Regions from separate parts of the Hordeum vulgare genome. Here all the other regions are linked to region 3. A link is a contact called in public Hi-C data. All regions are on one chromosome and are shown on one strand. The core of a region is the stretch at or near the end of the contact, and the rest is flanking DNA. Distances in the headings are between cores, read along the strand shown. Region 1 has its middle 54 kb from the start of LOC123412860. Region 2 holds the start of LOC123412860 (myb-related protein Zm38-like). Region 3 holds the start of LOC123407919 (probable L-ascorbate peroxidase 4, peroxisomal).

Region 1 (4,284 bases), core at 374-2,873, 220 kb before region 3:
ATAATGCTGCTTGTGTTGCTCAAATGCAAACGGGTTACATAAAGAGCAATATCACTAAGCATATTTCTCCTAAATTATTTTTTCCCCATCAATTACAGAAGAAAGGGAAAATAAATATTTTGCAAGTTAAATCGTGCGATAATCTCACTGACCTATTTACAAAATCACTCCCAGCTTCAACATTTGAAAAATATGTTCATGGGATAGGTATGCGAAGACTTCGGGATTTGCAAAGATCAGGGGGAGTTTCTCTCTCTGAAAAATAACCCGTTTAAACATTATATTGCACTCTTTTTCCCTTTATGAGTGTACTTCCATAGTTCTCATCAAGGTTTTTAATGAGACAATATCAACATAAGATCATATGTCATACTGTCCGTTTTTCCCCATCGGGGTTTTTAGGAAAAGTATATACGAGGTATTTTTGTCCTCTAATTTTATGGATACATTTCATATAGAATTAACAGAGGCAATAATCATTATATGTTGTATCATTTTCCCCTTATTTTCCCACAGGGTTTGAAGGAGTTTTAGCAGCATATACTATACTACTCCTCATATTTTTTCCATAGGGTTTTTGGAGGAGACTATTTCAAGATGATGAACATACTCAAGGACAAGTATAGATTAGGGGGAGTGTTAGAGTTTAATTAGTTAATGTAATTAGTTAACTTAATCTCTACTTGTAACTGCACGTGGGCATCTCGACGACCGAACCAACACTTCGTTCCTGGAGCGACGCCTCCAGGAACCGCCTCGTCGTACCGTCGCATTCTTTGAAAGCGACTGTTCCACGTATATATATGTTCATTCATCAATGAAAAACAGAGTTTGATTACATTTCCTCACAATTTGAATTCAAATACAATGACCACGTATTTATCGAGAGGAGAGGAGAAATGATATGGCCAAGTACATCCATGCTTCACTCACCGCTCTTTTAAGAGCTAGCTACTCCAGGCGTGCTGGATCGGAACTACAGTGACAGCACTGGAAGAATGTCATTGTCCCATGTGAACGCTGCTGGATTTTGGGAACTCCCAACAGCAGCGTGTGTGGTCCATCCGATCGGTCCTACTCCATCTACCGTCGCCGATCTGATAATGGCTCCACCTCCACTTAATTATCAATATTAATTAGCAGCGTTGGCTCGGTAGCTGATGTCATAGCAGCACTTGAGCTCCCCATGACAGATTTTGACCGCAAGTACTACTCCGTCCGTTCCTAAATATAAGTATTTTTTAGAAATTTCACTAATAGACTACATACGAATGTATATTAGACATATTTTAGAGTCTAGATTCATTTATTTTACTTCGTATGTAGACCTCTAGTGAAATCTTTTAAAAGACTTATATTTAGAAACAGAGGAACTACATGAGTGGGTGCTGCTCCCCTGTCCTATCGGATTTTAACACCTTGTCAGTTACCTCACTTGAGGATGTTTTAAGAAAGATAATCTCATATGCGTAGACGTATCCTCCGCACCACAGCGCACAGCGACGTTGTGAGTAATTTGAGCAGCAGCAGCGTCGTGAAAGTAACAGCAATCCAAGGGCAGGAAGATTAAACATGAATGAAAGAAGCAAGCCGGAAGAGCGTGGAAGCTCCTGCTGCCTACCAAACGTATCACCCGGAAAACTGGCGATTCAGACTGATGTGTGCATGTACTATATAGATAGCTTTGGTGATCACTTGCAAGATGATGGAAAACGACCTCTTGTCTTCTACCCTCATCTTGAAAAACCATGGATCTCTCTTTGATTGTGGGTTGTGACACTTCACTATCCTGGTCTATAGTCTATACACGCATCAAGAACAAGAGTTTTGGTGTAGAAACTTGATTCATGCGAATAAACAATATATAACCGTTTCTGTTTATAAAATTCAGCGGGCTACAAGGACCATAAGATGAGTCGCATTATGCAATTTTTAAAGTGCATGGGGTGTGCGTTGTTGCACTGACAAGAAGCTGTACTTTTTTTCCATGTTACCCTCCATGCCGGCCATTTTTTTCTTAAAGATCCGGCGATGGTCGGCTTGTATTAAAATAGCAGGAAGCACATGGAGAAGCAATACAACAAAGGGTGGGGGTGATCAATGAATCAAGGATGTAAGAGGAAGAACATACAAAAAAAGAGGGATGAGGTAGCTAGTAGACTCTCATGGTGGTTCCCCAAAAGGGTGCTCTAGATGTATTGCGCCCGCGTCGCGCCACAGTCTAAGGGTTCCGTTGATTTCCTCCTTGATGTCTTGGGCTTGCCCCTTCTTGTTTCTGAAAGTGCATTCGTTTTTCTCCTTTCAGATCGCAGCAAGGATTATGATGACCATAGTTTTGATTGCCTTGTTGTGCTCTGCCGGTGCATTGCTTATCATTTTGGATATGATAGGTGCTGACTCGCTACTGCAGGACCAATTGGTTGGGTGGAGGGAACTGCAACCGACATACACTGCCACCTGCGACCACACTGCTAATGCTATCGGGCATTGCCAGAACAATTGCACTGATGACTCAAGGTTTCTCAGGCACAGTTGGCAGAAATAGTTGTTTGCCCACACTAGTGGAAAACGGGCCTTTGGCAGGGACCCTTTAGTCCCGGCCTGCCTCTGGGCCGGGACTAAAGGCCCGGCCACGTCGCCCCAATTCTCAATGCCTCCCTCGAGGCTTTAGTCCCGGCCCGTAAGGAGCCTTTAGTGCCGGTTCGTGTCCCAAACCGGGACTAAAGGGCTACGCGGTGGGCAGTGGTGGTGGCAACCGTTCGTATCCCCCTTTAGTCCCGGTTAGTGGCTCAACCCGGGACTAAAGGCCTAACACGTGGCTTGCCGTAGTCGTGGCAACCATTGGTATACCTCTTTAGTCCCGGTTGGTGGCTCAACCCGGGACTAAAGGCCCAAACGGTTTGCATCCCGCGTCGTTTCGGGCGATGAAAAGCACGAACCGAAGCAGATTCGCCATTTCTCTGTTTCTTCTTCTCTCTCGCTCTCGCTCTCTGTTCTTCTCCTCTCTTCTTCCCTTCTCTTCTTCCACCATGCCAACTCGCTTTGGATAGGTGCTCGCACATGGCAAGACCATGCTCGATGTCGTGTACACGAACGAGAGCAGGGAGATGGCGTATTTTCTTGAACAGTTGAAGGAACGATGGCTTGACGCCGCAATGGATCATGAGAAGTTCTTGGGGCTTGATCTGGAGTACACGGCCGATCAACGCGGTGTTGCCGTCATCCAACTATGCTTCACACACCATGTCTTGATCTTCCAATGGGCGAGGTAAGTTTTGAGGCTTTCTTTGATCCAAGGTAATGACATTGTAAGTTTATTTGTTTCAATCATAGTTGGTTCCCTTCAAATAGTTGTAGTGAAACAATTTTGATTAGTTGAAGGGGAACACAATCTGATTGGAATAGTGTTCCATAATCTGAAAAATCGTATTAGAATCAACTAGTGTTTAATATGTTCCATTGGAATCATAGTTGGTTCGCTTCAAATAGTTGTAGTGAAACAATTTTGATTAGTTGAAGGGAACACAATCTGATTGGAATAGTGTTCCACAATCTGAAAAATCTGATTGGTTCAATATGTTCCATTGAAATCATAGTTGTAGTGATACAATTTTATGTGGTGTTCTTTGATCCAAGGTTATGAAAATTGCATATAGCTAGTGATCTCTCTAGGTTCCATTGGATAGCAATATGATATGTCATAGTCATGAAAATTGCATATAGCTAGTGATCTCTCTAGGTTCCATTGGATAGCTATAGTGATCTCTCTAGGTTCCATTGCATATGTCCTATTTGAATCCTAAAGATAAATTTCTCTTTAGTTGTAGTGAAACATGTTTCCTTATTGCAGCAGTATGTAACATTTGTTCCATTTTAATTTGTTTCTGTTGCAGTAGTGACAAGCATTGTCCAGAACTCATGGACTTCCTTCGCAGCGGCATCACTTTGCTACCGTTGACATAACGAACGACAAGCTGAAGATGAGGTACAGCTTCGGTATTGAGATACCAACTGGTTGCCTCATTGATCTCCAAACGGTATTCAGGCTTCGACATGTCAGGACTTCGATGGCTCATATGGCAGTTGCCTTGATCGACGAGGAATATGGTGATATGAAGACCAATTTCCCAAAGTCTCAGCACAAACTTTGGGAGAAGGCCCCACTTGATCGTATCAACATTGAGTATGCAGAAAAAGATGCATACGTTTCATACGAGTTGTACCGCAAGATTCGAGTCGTCAACTATGGCCAGCGTCACCTCGAATAAGGTGGACATTCTGATT
Region 2 (4,560 bases), core at 2,054-4,553, 170 kb before region 3:
TCACCATAACCTTCTCCACATCTGTTTACAACATAAATATTGAGAAGCCAACATGTCCCATGGTATCAAAAAACAACAGAGTTCCGTATCACATCCTCATGGGACCTCGGAGGCTGAAATGAACGTGCGCGACCGAATTTTATCTGATCCAGATATCTTGTGCAAGATCTTCGACAACAGTTGCGGGACAAGTCGATGACCAGATCGAGGAGGACTGACCATGCAGGATGTTGCCGTGATGCAAGAGGAGCACGAGGACCGCCATCTTCATTCACGGCAGCAGGCCCCCACACTGCCCAGGGGGAGCCCGACCGCAACCATGGCCAAGCACCAACCCAACCAGATCCGGATCCAGATCGGAGGGATTAACACGACCACGGGCTACAACACACGCACAACCACCACCGTCCTCCTGCCATCCCGAGGCACCTGCGACCTGCTCGGAGGAGCACATCACCATCAGCCGCCGCAAGATCCCCTAACTCGACGTCAGCCACCCGGGGACGCCAACGCCACGCCGCCGCTAGATCCACACGAGCTTTGCTCGACGAAGACGATGGGAAGGCGGTGAGGTGAGGGGTAGCACGGGGGAGGCCTCGAAAGGGCGTGGATTCACCTTTGCCCGAGTCGCCCAGGAAGGATGACGCGGGGGCCTGAGTCCTTTGTACCAAACGAGTCGATCCTCAGATTTAAGATATATAGATGCAGGAAGATATAAGGGATGGTTTAGTGCGTTCGCGGACGTAGGACATCGGATTTGATTAGTCCGGCTCTAGATGCTATAAGAAATCGGCCCATTCCTCGTTGTTCATATCTTTCCTACGTATAAAGGTTGAAGTTGGTAGTGAGTTCACATGTAGGACCAACAATCTTCATCAATAAACAAATGCACCACTACCCATATTGAGAATAGCCCTCTTCCATGAACATAAATAAACAAATATATTTGTGCTCACATGTCGGACCAAAGACAAATAAACAATACATTACTATTCATGTGAGACTAACACTTGGACACAAATAACAAATGCAGAAATGCGACTCCAACTTAATATAATGCTCTTGTCTTTTTCTTTTCCAACCAAGTTATTTCAGTTATATATCACAGAAAAAGAGAGTGAACATATTGTAATTCGAAAACGATGATAGACCTTATCCTCCTACCTGATCCACGACCTTGTGCAGTACCATTGTCTATTCTCATATGTTTCAACATTTAAAATGTTGTGTTTGTAAAGGATCATAGTCATTTAAGATTCTTCAATGCCTGACCTATGATATTTTGTGATATTTTTTATCTTTCTAATAGTGAAATGTGAGCAAATTTCTCATGGCACCACTGTATTTTAACAATTTTCTAAATCAGTGACCCAACTCGAGTATTTTATAGTTTCGTAGCAATACACGGTCATTGTACTAGTAGAAAAACAGGTTCATTTTCGTTGGTAAAAAAGAAAAATAAGGAAAATTTCAGCCTTTTGGTTTGTCTCTTCAGACCGGTCCGGACATCGAAGCAACACAAAAGTGGCTCCAATAAAATCTAGCGAGGACAGGAGTGCACCAACACAACACAAAGCGACGCCTCCAACTCAACTCAAAACCAATCCGATCCAATCCAGCAACAACCAAACCGGGGAGGGCCGCTGCTTTTCCTTTGCAGCGGGCGGGCGGGCAGCATTTCAACTTGCTGCCGCCCTACCCGAAACACAACAGGGCAAGGCAGCCCTAGCCTCTCCAACCAATCTGCACCACCAGCACAACGGACCCTCCATAACCCAAGTACACAAGAACATCTTGAAACTGAGGAATCCCACGAGGAAGGAGGGCAGCTAAAACCACAACGACACTTATTTTGTACTAACTAACGATAAGTAGTATAGTAGTACTCAGTTGTCATATTCTTACTTGGGAAAGTGTTTCATTTGCCACTTCTCTTATCAGGATGTTTGAGAGAGATGTTTCGAGAGACATGACAACATGGGAAACCGCACTGAATTTAGTATCTACCACTGTTAGACAGTACTGTATTATTTCATTCCATTCCATTTCATCAGTGGAGCAGTAATAATTTACATGAAACTGAGCAGAGCGAGGAGGGCAGAGAGGATCTCGCTACAAATCCTCTATCACCTAATAATACCAGTCTCCTCCTCACCTTCTAATAGGAGTAGGAGTAGTATATCTTTTCCTAAAAGCTAAATAAAAACTTGGTAGGAGGGAGGGAGCAACAATTTACAGCAGAAAGTTTGATGGAATAATTATTCCCAAATTTCTATTTCATCTCGAGGCTTCTGAAGTCGAGCATGCCGGCCCTTAGGCCCAGGAAGTTGCTGCTGCAGCTGCACTCCGTCGCCGCTCCTCTCACTCGTAGGATGCTGCAGCGGAAGCAGAGGCCGCCGCCGCCGCCCTGCAGCTGCTCCATCTTGACCGGCTTCGCGCATGCTCTCGCCGGCGGCCGTTCCTCAACCTCTTGGAACGGCAGGCTGATGCAGAGGTCCAGGTTGAGGTCCGGGCACCTGGGCGGCTTGCTCTCCTCCGTCACCGGCTCCGCCTTGGGCGGCTCTGGGTGGACAAAGGAGACGGTGGTGCCGGCGGCGTCGGTGACGGGGCGGTGCGTGACGGGGTCGATCCCCCTGCCGAGCAGCTTCCTCCGGATGTGCGTGTTCCAGTAGTTCTTGATCTCGTTGTCCGTCCTCCCCGGCAGGCGCGCGGCGATGAGCGACCACTTGTTGCCGAGGAGGCTGTGGAGCTTGACGATGAGCTCGTCCTCGTCGCGGCTGAAGTTGCCGCGCTTGAGGTCGGGGCGGAGGTAGTTGATCCACCTGAGGCGGCAGCTCTTGCCGCAGCGCAGCAGGCCGGCGGCGCTGGGCAGCGAGCGCCAGCACCCCTCCCCGTGCGCCCGGACGTGGGCCACCAGCCGCTCGTCCTCCTCCCTCGTCCACGCGCCCTTGTTCGTGTGCGCCTTCTCGCAGCACGGCGACCGCCCCATGGCCGCTCGCTCCGATCTTGATGGTTGTGTGTACGTCTATCCGCCTTGCTTGGCTCCCTCACGTGTGGCGTGTGCGTGCTAGATTGGGGGGGAGGAAAGGGCGGGCGGATTTATATAGGCGGCTCCTCTGCTCTGCTCTCTTGGGGAGGTAGGCGCGCGCGCGGGAGAGAGAGCGAGGGGATGATGATGATGATGATGATGATGAGTTGGTTGGTTTGGTGGAAGGAGAGTCGAGGTGGTTAGGGTGACGGCATGCCACGACCGGGCCTCGTCGAGCGTGCGGGGATTTTTCTCGGCGCGCGCGACCCGAGCGAACATGCAGGCAGGGAAGGGGAAGGCAACGACGGAGGTAGGTACAAAGCGAAAGCGCCTGTTGCTGCATCTATCTGTACTCGTATAGGTAGGCTGCTAGAGAGTGCGCAACGGTGAACGGTGGCGTCGGCCTGTGCGGTGCTGACACATGGGGCGGCCGGGCGGTGATACGTATGAGGTATGACCTGCCTACTTTGCCTACATGCACGAACCGAATTTGCGTGCAGCTCGCTCTTGATTTTCCCGCCACCGTGTAACGAGGCCCCTTTCAACACGTACGAGTACCTGGTACAGGTGTTAAGATTGTCAGTCAACGAATACCTTGATTTTAGAGATTTTCGAAACACGTCTTTCGGACCGTGATGAAGGAAGTAGACAAAAAATCTAATATAGCAAGTTAATTAAGAGAGAGAGATGAGTATGATGAAGGAGGAGGTAACAATCCTAAGCGTGTGAAGCTAGTCAAGACACTTAAATGAAAGAAACCCATCAAAGCATGAAGAACTTTAGTTGCAAAACCATCAAATGAAGGATGCTTAGCAATAACAAGTTAAACATCATTGCATTGAAGATTTTAGTTGCTAAAATTTTCAATGTGCTTAACATCTCATATAAACACCTTTACATTAAAAGAGGTGTGAAATATCCAAATAGCAAGGAACTAAAATTGTTTCCTCTATTCTCCAGTTTATTACTCCTGTAACGACTAAGATGCGACACTTTTCTTATTTAAGGCGAGGCCTCAAAAGAGGAAATAGTCGCATCTAAGAATTTCGCAAGCAGGATAAATATTGCAGTATATAATAGATGCAAGAGTAATAAGATTTGGCTTACACTCGGCACATGCTAAATTACAGACTCCTCAAACTCGTTTCCCACACCCGTTGCTACCCAAAGAAACAATCACCCAATAAACACCAGCAAGTGATAATGCAACAAACGATATGATGCATGTATGGCATACACTTCAATGCACGCACAGAAATAATCCTACTCAAATGACAAAGTACCACCTCATCACAAAATCGCACTTTTGCAGAACTACTCAAAAGTGAAATCCAGTGTCACTATTGAATTCCTTGGGTTTTTTTTACCCCAAATCTATATATCATACTGCTATACTTGCATGCATAAAATCAACACAAAACTCAAAAGGAAATCTACCCAGAATCATAAACACTATATACCAAAATCAGAGGTTCAGTTTGCACATGACAGATTTGGCATATTCCTCTTCTGGAGTATTCCAGATATGAAAA
Region 3 (4,680 bases), core at 551-3,050:
GCTCACATATGTGGAAGAGTATAGATGTTTTAGCTGTCAGTGCTCGCTTAATTTAGACGAGCCGACTCAACCAAATTGTCAATTACCTGATGAAGGTCTGCATATGTAATCTTTGGATGCTTCGCTTTAATAGGCTCTGGCAACAAAAGACAGTTCAATTTCACTTATTTCAGCAGTGAAGAAAGGAACGACAACAATAAACCAACAATTCTGAAATTAGTTAGTCGTGCGATTTTGCACAGTTTTATTAGTACCAAAGTTGCAATTCTGTCAAGACCCTCTCAGAAGATAAAATGGAAGCCTCTAAGAATTCTCTCACTTGTACATGCAGTGATGTGAATAAAGCAGAATACATAAGTATGCAATAGTTTACAACAGACCAACTAGGGTACTGTTAAATTCCGTGTGCAATCATCCTAAATTGTTCAACTTGCCAAAGGAAAATCAGTTGCAATCTTGTCCTTAAGCCATTGCATGGCGTACAGCAATAGAAACAGAACTTTAGATTATGAGAAACTAAGGAGAATGCCCAAAACATATTTCCTTAGCTTAAAGGGCCCTCGTATAAGAAAATGAATATTTTTACAAAGCCATCTACTAGTATATTGGGTATTGGGTAAATAATACATACCAAGGAGATCAATAGCAATTTTTAAGCCAGCATTTGAACCATGGGTGTACTCTTCCTCGTATCTAATTGAACCATTTGCACCACCAGTTCTTGTGTTCACATCATAGGTGCCAGCATCATGCCATCTGCAAGGGAGACCGGAGAAACTGAGTCTTCCCAATGGAAAAGCATATGACTCCAGGAGACACACAAACCGTAACCACACAGGCAAAAAAACTGGAAGGCAGATTTAGTTTTATGGATGTTACTTATTAGATCTATACAATACAGAGGAAGCAGTGTATACCTGGATTCCTGCAACACATCAAAAAATAAATCTACATGTTCAGAACTTCAGATGATGCCAAAGTTTGTATCCCTTGCATTCCCAGTGTGCATGGGCAGCTGATCCTATTAATACATCACATATTTCTTCCAAAGTGCATATAATAGCACCCATCTCCCTTAAACACCACGTGTAAAGAAAAGTTCAAGAGATCGAAGTGCGAGAAGGGTAAGCGATTCTGCAAACATTTGGCATGTGGGGCAGCTCTCAACTTCTCATGCCACTGTACAACACTATACAGTATGTGAACTAAATACCATATCCTCCTCGTTAGAAAATAATCGTAGCCATACAGCCGAAATTCGTAATCGCTCGAATCTCCAAAACCATGCACGTAAGGTGTTTGTCAAATTGACTTGCCCAAAACCGATACGAGAAACATTGAACACTCCATGTCAGGCCAGCGAGGCTTGATATCTGCGGGCCGCGGCAGTAATAAACCAAACCCATTAGTTTAAATCGCAGGCCTCGAGAGCTGTCAGGCGGCGTGAACCAGGAGCAGACGAGCACACGCAAGCAGCAGTATGGAGTAGGAGTAGGAGCAGGAGACAGGGGCTGGGCGTACGTACGCGAGGCGGAGCATGATGGGGGCGCATCCCTTGGAGGCGATGAGGGCACGGAGGGCGCGGCGCGCCCTGTCGACCTGGCGCAGGTACTCGGCGTCCACCACCGGAGCCGCCATCGCGGACGACCCTAGAAGAGAAGAGATCGGCGGGGCGGGGAGCGAGGCGAGGAGCGTTTGGGCTAAGAGGAGAAAGGGGCAGCAGCGGCTGGAGTGTGAATGGGGCGGAGGCGACGAGATAACGCGAAGCCAGCGATTGGCTGCTCCGCGCCGTCGAGTCGTGTTCCGCCGTCTTGGTTTTACTTGGATCCACGCTACATGTGTACACTGCTGATGTCGTGTGGGCCCCGCCGTCAAACTGTCAGTTGTTCCGTTGTGCTAACTATCAGCCGATTTTTTAGGCTTTTCTCGGCCAAATTCCCACCTTGTACTTTTCTATCAAAAAATAAGTATCGTTGCTTTAATATAAAAGCTATATTAGCTTAATATTATTAAATTTACATCATTTATTTTGGAACGGATGGAGTATAACATATCTCATATACAAGACTACAACGTATCTTAAGGACATTTTTAATGGTGTCCCGCAAATTGGACATCTTCTCTTGATGCGACAACAAGATGGCGAGGGCGACGACAAAGGTGGAGCAACTGCTCGAGCAAGACCTCCAGCTATCGCTAGAACTCCTTGTCTGTTGCGCGGACTCGGCAAGGAGGGGGCGGTTAATGCTGCTCCTCGTCATCCTAGTAGAGCAGGACATCATCATTCGTCGACGACGTCGTGGAGGATAACGACTCAGAGACCGTTTGCGGCGGTGCCAAGTCCGTAGAGAGAACCCCCTCCCCCCTCAACGCCGAGAATCATGCGCTAGTGTGTGAACTACCCATCGCGTCGGCGTACGATTGGATTGGATACCGACGGTTGTGCGGGGAGTAGAGGAGAGGCAAGGCGGCAGTCTGTTGATTGGAGAGGAGATGGAGTTGGCTAGCATTGGGATCATGCTTAAAGATCTCGCCAAGGTGGCTTCAATGCGGTGGTGCGATCGAAATAGGCTTCTCGTCGTCATGTCTCATTTTAGCGGTGTCATGTGATGAGTAATATTTTGCACTCACTACACCATTGTTTAAACCAAATAATTACAGAATATTTGAGAGTATAATTACGATGCTGCCACTAGCAACTAATGACTGCATGTATTTGTGAATTCATTTGTTTAATGTGTTTTCATGATAAATGAACCCAAATATAATAGAAAATCATCACATAGAAGGAAACACCAAGTACGAGAACCAAGTCAAATCAATTGGACCCTTGGAGGCACCAACTCAGGGAGTTCGGAACTAAGGGGTCCTCGGACGGTCGGCCCATCTCTTACAGACCGACCTAATGGGCCTTGTTGTTGAAGACTGGAATGTGTGACGACCTCATATTCAGGAAGGAAATCTCCAAAGACTGATGTGTCATCCAAGATAAGTAGGCTAGATCGGCGCATCTGTCCCCGGCTGGAGGTCGGTTGTATGTAACCCTAGAAACCCCTGGTGTCTATATAAATCAGAGGGTTTCATTCGTATAAGCAGGTTGACTCATCTAGGGTTTTAGCTTAGACGATCTCGAGGTAGATCAACTCTATAATTCTCATCCACATCAATATAATCAAGCAGGATGTAGGGTTTTACCTCCTCAAGAGGGCTCGAACCTGGGTAAACATTGTCTCCTCCGTCCCCTGTAACCCATCGATTCAAGGTCCACAGCTCGAGACCCCCTACCCGAGATCCACCGATTTTGACACCGACATTGGTGCTTTCTTTGAGAGTTCCGTTGTGAGATAACCACATGGATTGATAGCTCGTTTAATCATCAACGATCAAATCAGCAACAGGGACATCTTTGTTCCCAGGCAGGTTCTCGCGTTCGGCAGCTTCACGCTACGCATCGACCTAACCGGCCACCTCGGGTAGGAGGCTTCGTCCTCGGTCAGGAGATAAGGTTTGGGAATCTCGAATTCTTCACCGACTTCCGGGGCGATCTTTTCCCCGCTAAGATCATGGTTTCGTCCGATGAGCTCCAAAATCCCGAAGCCTTGACTTCGGCTCTCTTGCTCGACCATGCCGTCGGTCCCCTCTTTGTCGGAGAGTTGGCTTCGAGCCTGAACCCGACCTCAGTGCCCGAGCAACAACAAACGGCTTTTGTCGAATACGCATCCCTCATGGAAGCCACAGAGGTCAACTCCGAAAGTCGTCAAGAGATCGATTAGGGCAGCCTCTCGATGTTAAAGGAGACGCTCGACCGGATCCAGTCGTTGAAAATCGTGGACAACCTGAGCTTAACCTATACTCGGATCGGTCTGGATGCGGAATATGAGGACTTTTACAGCCCACCCACCACCCACGTGGTAGCCACCATCAAAGACTTAGCAGACATGTTGGATTACGCCTCCAAGGAGGTTGAAGACATGGATGATGAGGCCGATGACCCCGCCCCTGTAAATACCGGGTGGTGGGCTCCCACCTCCACCTACGACGTCTACATGGTGGACACACCCGACGACAATGGAGATCATACCCCCAAACAAAACGGTGATAAGTCTGGGGAGGAGCCATCAAAGCGCCGAAGGCAGCGTAAGCGGGTGTAACGACTAAGATGCGATCCTTTCCGGTTTAGGGGAACGAGGCCCCAAAGAGGAAAGAAGCGCATCTAAGCGTTTCGCAAGCACGGTAACATAGCACATACATAATAATAGAATGACAATTAGGGATTCAACTGCCATGTCATAAATAATATCAAAGTTTACATTACGCATTCAAACAAGGTAGTTCCGCTACGGACTACAAAACATGAGAAATGACTATGCTGCCCTGCATGCTTGCCCACGATCACGACCATGCCTCAGTCTTCTGGATAGTTCATGTACAAGCGGTCGGTCTCCTCATCGTACTGCCACGCCAGCTGCGTGCCGTCGGGATCACCTGTGTCGGGCGTACTTGTACCTGTTGGGGTGTTGAAGTAATCTGTGAGCCACAGGGACTCAGCAATCTATGACCTCGGTGCCAGAACTAGTCAAGTTATTAGGTAAGGAAGGTTCAGTGTTTAGGTTGCAGCATCCTAAGCATTTATGGTGGCTAGCTTACGTAGAACAGTAATGAGGGTGGTCTATACTAGCG

The links. Hi-C and Micro-C count contacts between places; a contact is called where the count stands out from the background.
Region 1: a contact with region 3 is called in a Hi-C map of leaf, with 6 times the contacts expected there. The contact joins the enhancer-like site here to the promoter of LOC123407919 in region 3. A contact is called at or near these places in 2 of 6 Hi-C or Micro-C datasets (leaf and seedling).
Region 2: a Hi-C map of seedling shows a contact between it and region 3, with 4 times the contacts expected there. The contact joins the promoter of LOC123412860 here to the promoter of LOC123407919 in region 3. A contact is called at or near these places in 3 of 6 Hi-C or Micro-C datasets (leaf and seedling) and 1 of 1 datasets of contacts at active chromatin or transcription factors (embryo).

The regions. Positions count from the first base shown.
Region 1 is chr7H:237,854,053-237,858,336 of MorexV3_pseudomolecules_assembly, forward strand. No RefSeq gene overlaps it. Among protein-coding and RNA genes, the nearest start is that of LOC123412860, 54 kb to the right of the region's middle. Within about 2 kb of position 1,624, at least 2 of the 3 cell types and tissues checked have open chromatin away from gene starts, as enhancers often do. A contact at or near this core is called in leaf, where this site is marked.
Region 2 is chr7H:237,907,235-237,911,794 of MorexV3_pseudomolecules_assembly, forward strand. It overlaps LOC123412860 (myb-related protein Zm38-like), which reads right to left and starts at 3,304. Exons shown (of 1, transcript XM_045105805.1): 1 at 2,013-3,304. The coding sequence starts at 2,989. The coding sequence ends at 2,273.
Region 3 is chr7H:238,075,119-238,079,798 of MorexV3_pseudomolecules_assembly, forward strand. It overlaps LOC123407919 (probable L-ascorbate peroxidase 4, peroxisomal), which reads right to left and starts at 1,801. Exons shown (of 9, transcript XM_045101161.1): 1 at 1,526-1,801; 2 at 632-756; 3 at 87-136. The coding sequence starts at 1,638.